Linked DNA regions of Mus musculus: region 1 is linked to region 2. Evidence: chromatin contacts called from public ChIA-PET data. All regions are on one chromosome and are shown on one strand. The core of a region is the stretch at or near the end of the contact, and the rest is flanking DNA. Distances in the headings are between cores, read along the strand shown. Region 1 overlaps Phc2 (polyhomeotic 2). Region 2 overlaps Zscan20 (zinc finger and SCAN domains 20).

Region 1 (3,244 bases), core at 153-2,652, 140 kb after region 2:
CCTTGGTCCCAGATGCTGTATAAAATCTTAGTGTCTGCAGACCACTGTGATGGAGACAAGCTGCGAGACCCAGAGCTGGGCTTTCGCTGTCAAGCAGAACAGACAAGGCTTTGCCTTGCCTCTGCAACCAGGACTAGCCAGCATTCCTGGTGCTAGAAGCCAGGACAGCCTGTTGGAAGTCACTTTGTGGTCCTACAGGAGCTAATTCCACTCCCACTGCAACCTCTTCATCTGAGCTCAGCCCATTGTGGCACTCAGCCTGAGAGCTAGGGAGCAGGTCAGGGCTCTGGGTGGAACGCGCCCACTGCTCCCTTGTCCTTAGCTGCATGGGGGAGGGTGGCTGCTGCCTGATTTGATTGCTTCCCTCCTAGCTCTGGGTGACAGCTTGGAAGACATCCAGCTGTTTACAATTGAGCTTCTGCACACTCTAGCCTGTGATTTGGGGTGAGTCTGCCTCTGTCCTGAGAGACGGCATGAGAGTCAGCTGTACAGTAGTGGCTGCCAGGAGGGAGGGGTTGGTCCTCCAGCCAAGTTGTAGATAGAGACATTCAGCTCTTACCCAAAATACTGAGACGCTCGTCTGCCCTCCTGGCCTGCTAACCTAGCCTCCATGAGGTCAGCCTGAAGTGACACTCAGGCTGGCTTGAGGTCCCCTGGCTCCCCTACTTTCCCATTCTGCTGGCCAGCTCCCTCCCCCGAGGTCTGGATCCAGAGTCTTGCTTCTGTGCCTGTGAATCTCCTTGCTGTGCTGGCACAGTGGCCAACAGGACCCTCTGTCACCGCGTTTGTTCCTTCTCCAGAGAGGTTCTTCAGAACTGCAACAGCCATGGCTTGTGGCCTCCAGGTGACAGGCCTTCTGTCTAACAGCTCTGTCCTTAGAAGAACTGAAAAGTTTACAGGCATTGGCTCCCTAGGACTCAGAGGGCCCAGTGTGGGAGGAGCCTGAAATTTTCTCACCACTAAGAGCTCCTTTGGTATATGCCCTAGAAGATACCATCTTCCAAATGACATTCACTTTTGCTTGAATTCTAAAAAGCACACCTGTAACTTGTGCCATCTGCATGGGAGATGCATGTGTGGTCATTGTCTAAATTTAGTGTAAAACTTGGTGGGAGAAATGACTCATCCTAAATTGTAGGTGTGGGAGATGTGGCATTAACTAATGGTGTGTTAGGCCTGTTGAAAGATCATGTGCTACTTCCCTTCTGACTGGGATGCGGAGCGCAGCCTGGATCCTGCCTGCCCTGCTCCTTTTCCTATTAGTCCACGGCTCCCTCCCATCCCGGAGTCGCTCTCCTAGATTGCTCACCTAGATCGTTGCCAGTTCCCTACCCTGAGGTCCCAGACCACAGGTGACGCCTCAGCCTCCTTGTCATTTCCTGCCACCTGCCTCAAGTGCCCTCACACTGGTCCCAGCTAGTCACGCACAGCCCTCCCCTCCCTACCTGCTTCACCCTCGTAGCCCACTGCAGGGAAATGAAACCGCCTCTGCTCAGGTCTTTCATGACCTTCAGTGTTCTTCATGTTGCTGATGCGAAACAGGCAACAAGAGCAGCCTAAGGGAAGAGGGCGTGTTTCAGTCACGTGACAGAGCAGGCATGGCGCCGGGGGCTGGGAGCCACTGGTCACACTGGAATGGTGCCAACCCGATTTCAAGGTGGGGCTTCCCACCTCCATTAAACCTCTCTGGAAACATGCTCACAAACAAGCCCAAAGTTTAACTCATACTTGACTCTAAATCCCCTCAGTCCTGAGGCCTAGTTGCCTTATCTGAAGAAATAAGGCCCTTTCAGCTGGACTTGGTCTGCCTACCTGAGCAAAGCAGCTAATTCCCAGCAAGATCTGAATGGTTGTAGCCACACTTGCTTTTTTAAAAGAGCGTTAGCCCTGTAAATCTCTTTGTGGAGTGCCTAGATTGAACTCCAGCCCACCACTCCGACTCTGCCATGCCTGGCTTCTCTCTCTTGGGAAGGGACACCTCCCTCACTGTCACAGTGCCAGAAATTTCTCTAGGGATTTGGAATATAAGTAAAGAGATTATGAAGGTTGGCCCCAGACTTTTTCACTGGCCTAACCACTCTACTTTCCTCTCTGGGACCAGCTGTGGCCTCCTGTCTCCTGGATACAGGCTCAGCTTGCATCGTTTTGCAGGTGCTTCACATATTCTCAACAGGCTGGGCAAAGGAAAGCAGGGAGCTTGGTGGCAGCGCTGACCCTGGAGCAAGTCTGCCAGAGTGGCTTGCTTGTTGAGCCAGGTTACCAGTTACTATCTCCTTAAATTCTTTGTTAATTTCATTAGCTTGTTCTCATGCTGTAGCCAGCCAAGACATCTGTTGTCAACCTTAGACTTCTACCCTTACATACACACGTGGGGAAAACCCCTCAGCATTCTGGTATAACATAGTTTATGTGTCTGTATGTGTCGTCTGTAGATAGGGAGAACCTGGTTCTGAACCCGTCAGACTCTTGAAGGCTTGGACCAGCCTGAACTCTCTCCAGCTGGCTGGTGAGTCCTTGTAGGTGCCTTCCTGCCTCTGCATCTAGAGGTCACCCTGCCTTGACAAGGGTCTGGATCTGAGTTGGTGCTCTCACTCTCCTGTGCTGAGGAAATCCTCTACAGTGAGATGGCGAGTGGACTAAAGAATAGTAGCTGTCATAAGCAGGTCTGCAGAAATGCCACTTCTATAATAGACATTAACTAAGCCACTCACTGTCACAGCTTCAGAGAGTAGTTTTTGAATATCACCTATGACAGATCTCTTTGTAGTACCAAAGAGACCTATATTCTTTATGGCGATGAGCACTGACTTTATTCGTATTTATTATTTTATATTAGAATTCATTGCAGTTTAACAGGCCTTGAGCATGTATCGTATATTGGACATTGGGTTAGTCTCCTGGGGGGGGGGAGGTAACTGGGTCACACAGCCCCTGTTTTTGTTAGCAGAAGTGACCAGTCTCAAGAGAATGGGTTCAGAACAGTAGCATAGAAGACTTTCCTGTTTGTTTCTTGTGAAAGCTGTTTCTGCTGGAGCCTGTGAATGAGATCAGCCTAGTTGCTGATCATATGCTAAGACTGGCACATACTAGTAGTCCAGTGTGGTCAACTTAATAGCAGTTCCAACCTGCCTCTTCCCGGTGCGGCTTGGCCTACCATTTCCCCCTCCAGCCCCTGGAGCTAGAGGAGTGCCCACCATTCTGTTGAGGTGCTCACTGTAGGAAGGCATCTGAGACCTGTGGGAAT
Region 2 (3,124 bases), core at 531-3,030:
ACCTCTGGAACTCCTGAACTGCTTCGAAGGACCTGGAGTCTTCAGAGCATAGCTCCAGTCCCTACACAAAATCAACCATCAGATCGGTGTGGTCCCCTCAATGGGACAGGACTGTTACCTTGAGTGTGAACGTGTTCCATGGGGTTAACAGATTCTTAGGATCCAAAGAGGGTTTTAACACAGTAAGAAAACTATCAGACTGACTTCAGGAAACAAATCAGCATTTATACTACCATATGAATTCTGTCTGTGCTACCGAACGAGGTCTATCTCCACTACGAAATGAGTTCTGTCTTGTGGAATTCTGGGAGGCTACACAAGTATCTAAAGCAGGTGAACACTATTCAAAATGCTCTTGCTTCACAGAAGTAAATTACATAAAATGTTGTGACCTTAAAAATAACTGATAAGCATATTTATAAGCCTGCTTGCCTCTGAAGTAGTTACAATCAACAAAGAAGCTGCATGGATAAACTCTAAGACAATCCTCACTCTAGCCAGCTCCTCCAGCTGATACCACGCTACAACGGAGACTTCAACCCCTTGGGCCAGAACTGCCAACACGGAAGAAAGGCAGATTCAACTGACAATGACGAGGAATGAGACAACCATGAGGATCGTCTCAAGTTTCTAATCCAGGAAGGAGCTTAGACATCATCGCTCCACCTCAGCGAGAAGTGAGCTGGACAAACCCAAGCCGAACAAGACTCAAAGCTCTTAGATCCATCAGAGAAGCGAGGCCACACCACCTAGGCCTGCCCTCGAAGCTGGAGAAGTAAGAGAGGTGACTTCACTGGAGGGGAGACCTCTGAAGGGACCGGTGCTGGCAGGAAAGCCCTACAGCTAGAGGCACAGGGCAGGCCACCTGAGAGTCAGGCTCCAGGAAACCCAGTCACCAAGACAAGGGCAGGTGAGCTTTACCGAGTGTCACTTCCAAGAGCTCTATCCATCCTCGTAATGAGGGGAATGCGCAGGAAAGTCCCCTCATGATTCTGCAGGGTGGGGTGGAGTAGGGACAGGAACCACTGTGAAACACACCAGTGTACTCTGTGAACAGTGAGTGCCGGAGCATAGCCTACTTTACATAAAGGAGCTGCCCCTTCTGTTTCCCTACTATTCTGCACAGGTGACAGGAGTGCCTGCCTGAAGCCCTTTCTAGCAGCCTGCCCCACCCACAAAGGGAAGCCTGAGAAATACTGATGAATTTCAGAGTCCAGAGCACAGAGCTGTAGACTGCCCACTAGACATGCTCTGCCACTGTATTCTAAAAGACTTACTTACATAGCTCCTTCCACCCAAGACATCATATGCCACCTTTTAACCAAAACTTTCAAGGCATACCGGAAGGCAAGCAACATTTTGAAGAGCAATCAGCATGAACCAGTGTCAGATGGCAGAGAGCTGGGATTATCAAACCATAAAACTTAAAAATAGTAACCCAGGTGCCAACGGTCTAAACACACTAACTAGCTGGCATGGTGATTCTCATCTGCAATCCCAGCAGTTGGGAAGCTAAGGCAGGAGGATTGCAAGTTTGGGAGCAGGCTGGATTATACTATAAGACCCTATCTCAAAGATAAATAAACAAACCAAGTAAAAGGCCAAGAGTGTATAAAATATGACCCAAATATATGCTGTAACTAAGAAATCCACTTTAAATATAGAGACACCTTACAGATAAAAGGCAAAGGAGGAAGTAAGAGATACCAACTTAACCCTAACCAAAAGGAAGTGGGCCGGAAGATGCCTCAGTGGTTAAAGTTCTTGACACACAAGCAGTTCAGGTCAAACTTCAGACCCCAGAGCCCATGTAAATACAGGGTAATCATGGAGGCCTGTCTGTAGTGCCAGCTTTAGAAGGCAGAGACTGGGGATCCCAAGAGCAAGCTGGCTAGTAAGACTAGCCACATCCGTGATCTCTCGGTCTGACTGAGACTCCGCCCGCCTCAATGAGTAAGGTAGAAGAGTGATTAAAGATGAATCCTGGCATCAACCTCAAGCCTCCAAACACACACACACACACATGCACACTCGTGCACACACACATGTGCACACACATGCACATGTGTGCACACACACATGCACACACATATAAGCACACCCTAACATACATGCAAACATGCATGCACACCATACACATGCACATGAAGAGGGGTGGAGTAAGAGAAGCTGTATTAATTTCAGAACAGGAGACTTCAGAGCAAGAGAAGTTCCCAGGGCTGAAGAGTGGCTTCATGATATGATACAGGGGTTTGACACTCCACAAAGGCATGATAATTCTCATCCAGGTAAGGACTGCACACACCTTGATCCTCCATACTTCTAATAACACAGTCCAAAACTGACAGAAGCAGAAGAGGGTGAGTACAGTCAGTGACGTCAGCACAGCTCTTGGAACAGACAAAACCAAAGTCAGTTGAAGGGAAGAGAGCGATGAGCGGTGTAGACTCACTAGCGGGACAGAACAGCAGAGGGATGGCTGAATTCTGCAAGGTAGAACTTCTAACGAAGGAGTACAAGATCTGCCCTCATGGACCATTCATTGCCACGGCAACCACATGCCAGGCCACAAAACACACTAAGCGAATGTCAAAGGGCAGGATCGTGACAAGTGGGCTCCTCGGATCACATGGAAGTGACTCAGAAACAGAAAGGTAGCTGGAAAATCCATGATACTTGGAGCTCAAACAATATACAAGTAAATATTTGAGTCAAGGAAGAAATTTCAAGAGAAATTACTTTAAATTACATGAAAATACAACTTAAGATAAATAGATAGATAGATAGATAGATAGATAGATAGATAGATAATTAGATAAAAGCCCTCGGGATGCAGGGAGAGTTGCAGAGCTTGGAAGTGAGTTACCAGTGCTGTATCCAGAACACAGGACTGGAGAGACGGCTCGGCAGCTGCGAGCACGCGCTGCTCTTCCAGAAGACCAGGTTCAGCTCCTACCACCGAGTTCATGAGTGGAGCAGCCTTGTCATGCCCACCAAAGAATCTTTCACTGCAGGCATCTACTCCCTGTATCTCTTATACATTTTCTGTCTCTGTTTTATGATGCTCCCTGACCCTCAAGGGAGGTTGTATGGGAGAGACGGCCCAGTCAGAGCTGAGTACTCC

What was found. ChIA-PET counts read pairs in DNA pulled down with a chosen protein or histone mark.
Region 1: a contact with region 2 is called in an RNA polymerase II ChIA-PET map of memory CD8 T cells, with 40 read pairs. The contact joins two enhancer-like sites. A contact is called at or near these places in 3 of 484 Hi-C or Micro-C datasets (the G1E-ER4 cell line, regulatory T cells and reprogramming fibroblasts) and 8 of 115 datasets of contacts at active chromatin or transcription factors (the SCID.adh cell line, bone marrow-derived macrophages, effector CD8 T cells and 4 more).

The regions. Positions count from the first base shown.
Region 1 is chr4:128,733,994-128,737,237 of GRCm38.p6, forward strand. The region is part of intron 9 of Phc2 (polyhomeotic 2); the gene reads left to right. Among named protein-coding and RNA genes, the nearest start is that of Gm33712, 8.1 kb to the left of the region's middle. Within about 2 kb of position 1,403, at least 235 of the 459 cell types and tissues checked have an H3K27ac peak or open chromatin away from gene starts, as enhancers often do. A contact at or near this core is called in effector CD8 T cells, memory CD8 T cells and regulatory T cells, where this site is marked.
Region 2 is chr4:128,592,446-128,595,569 of GRCm38.p6, forward strand. Zscan20 (zinc finger and SCAN domains 20) reads right to left here. Exons shown (of 8, transcript NM_177758.4): 3 at 1-61. Among named protein-coding and RNA genes, the nearest start is that of Zscan20, 16 kb to the right of the region's middle. Within about 2 kb of position 1,781, at least 54 of the 459 cell types and tissues checked have an H3K27ac peak or open chromatin away from gene starts, as enhancers often do. A contact at or near this core is called in effector CD8 T cells, memory CD8 T cells and regulatory T cells, where this site is marked.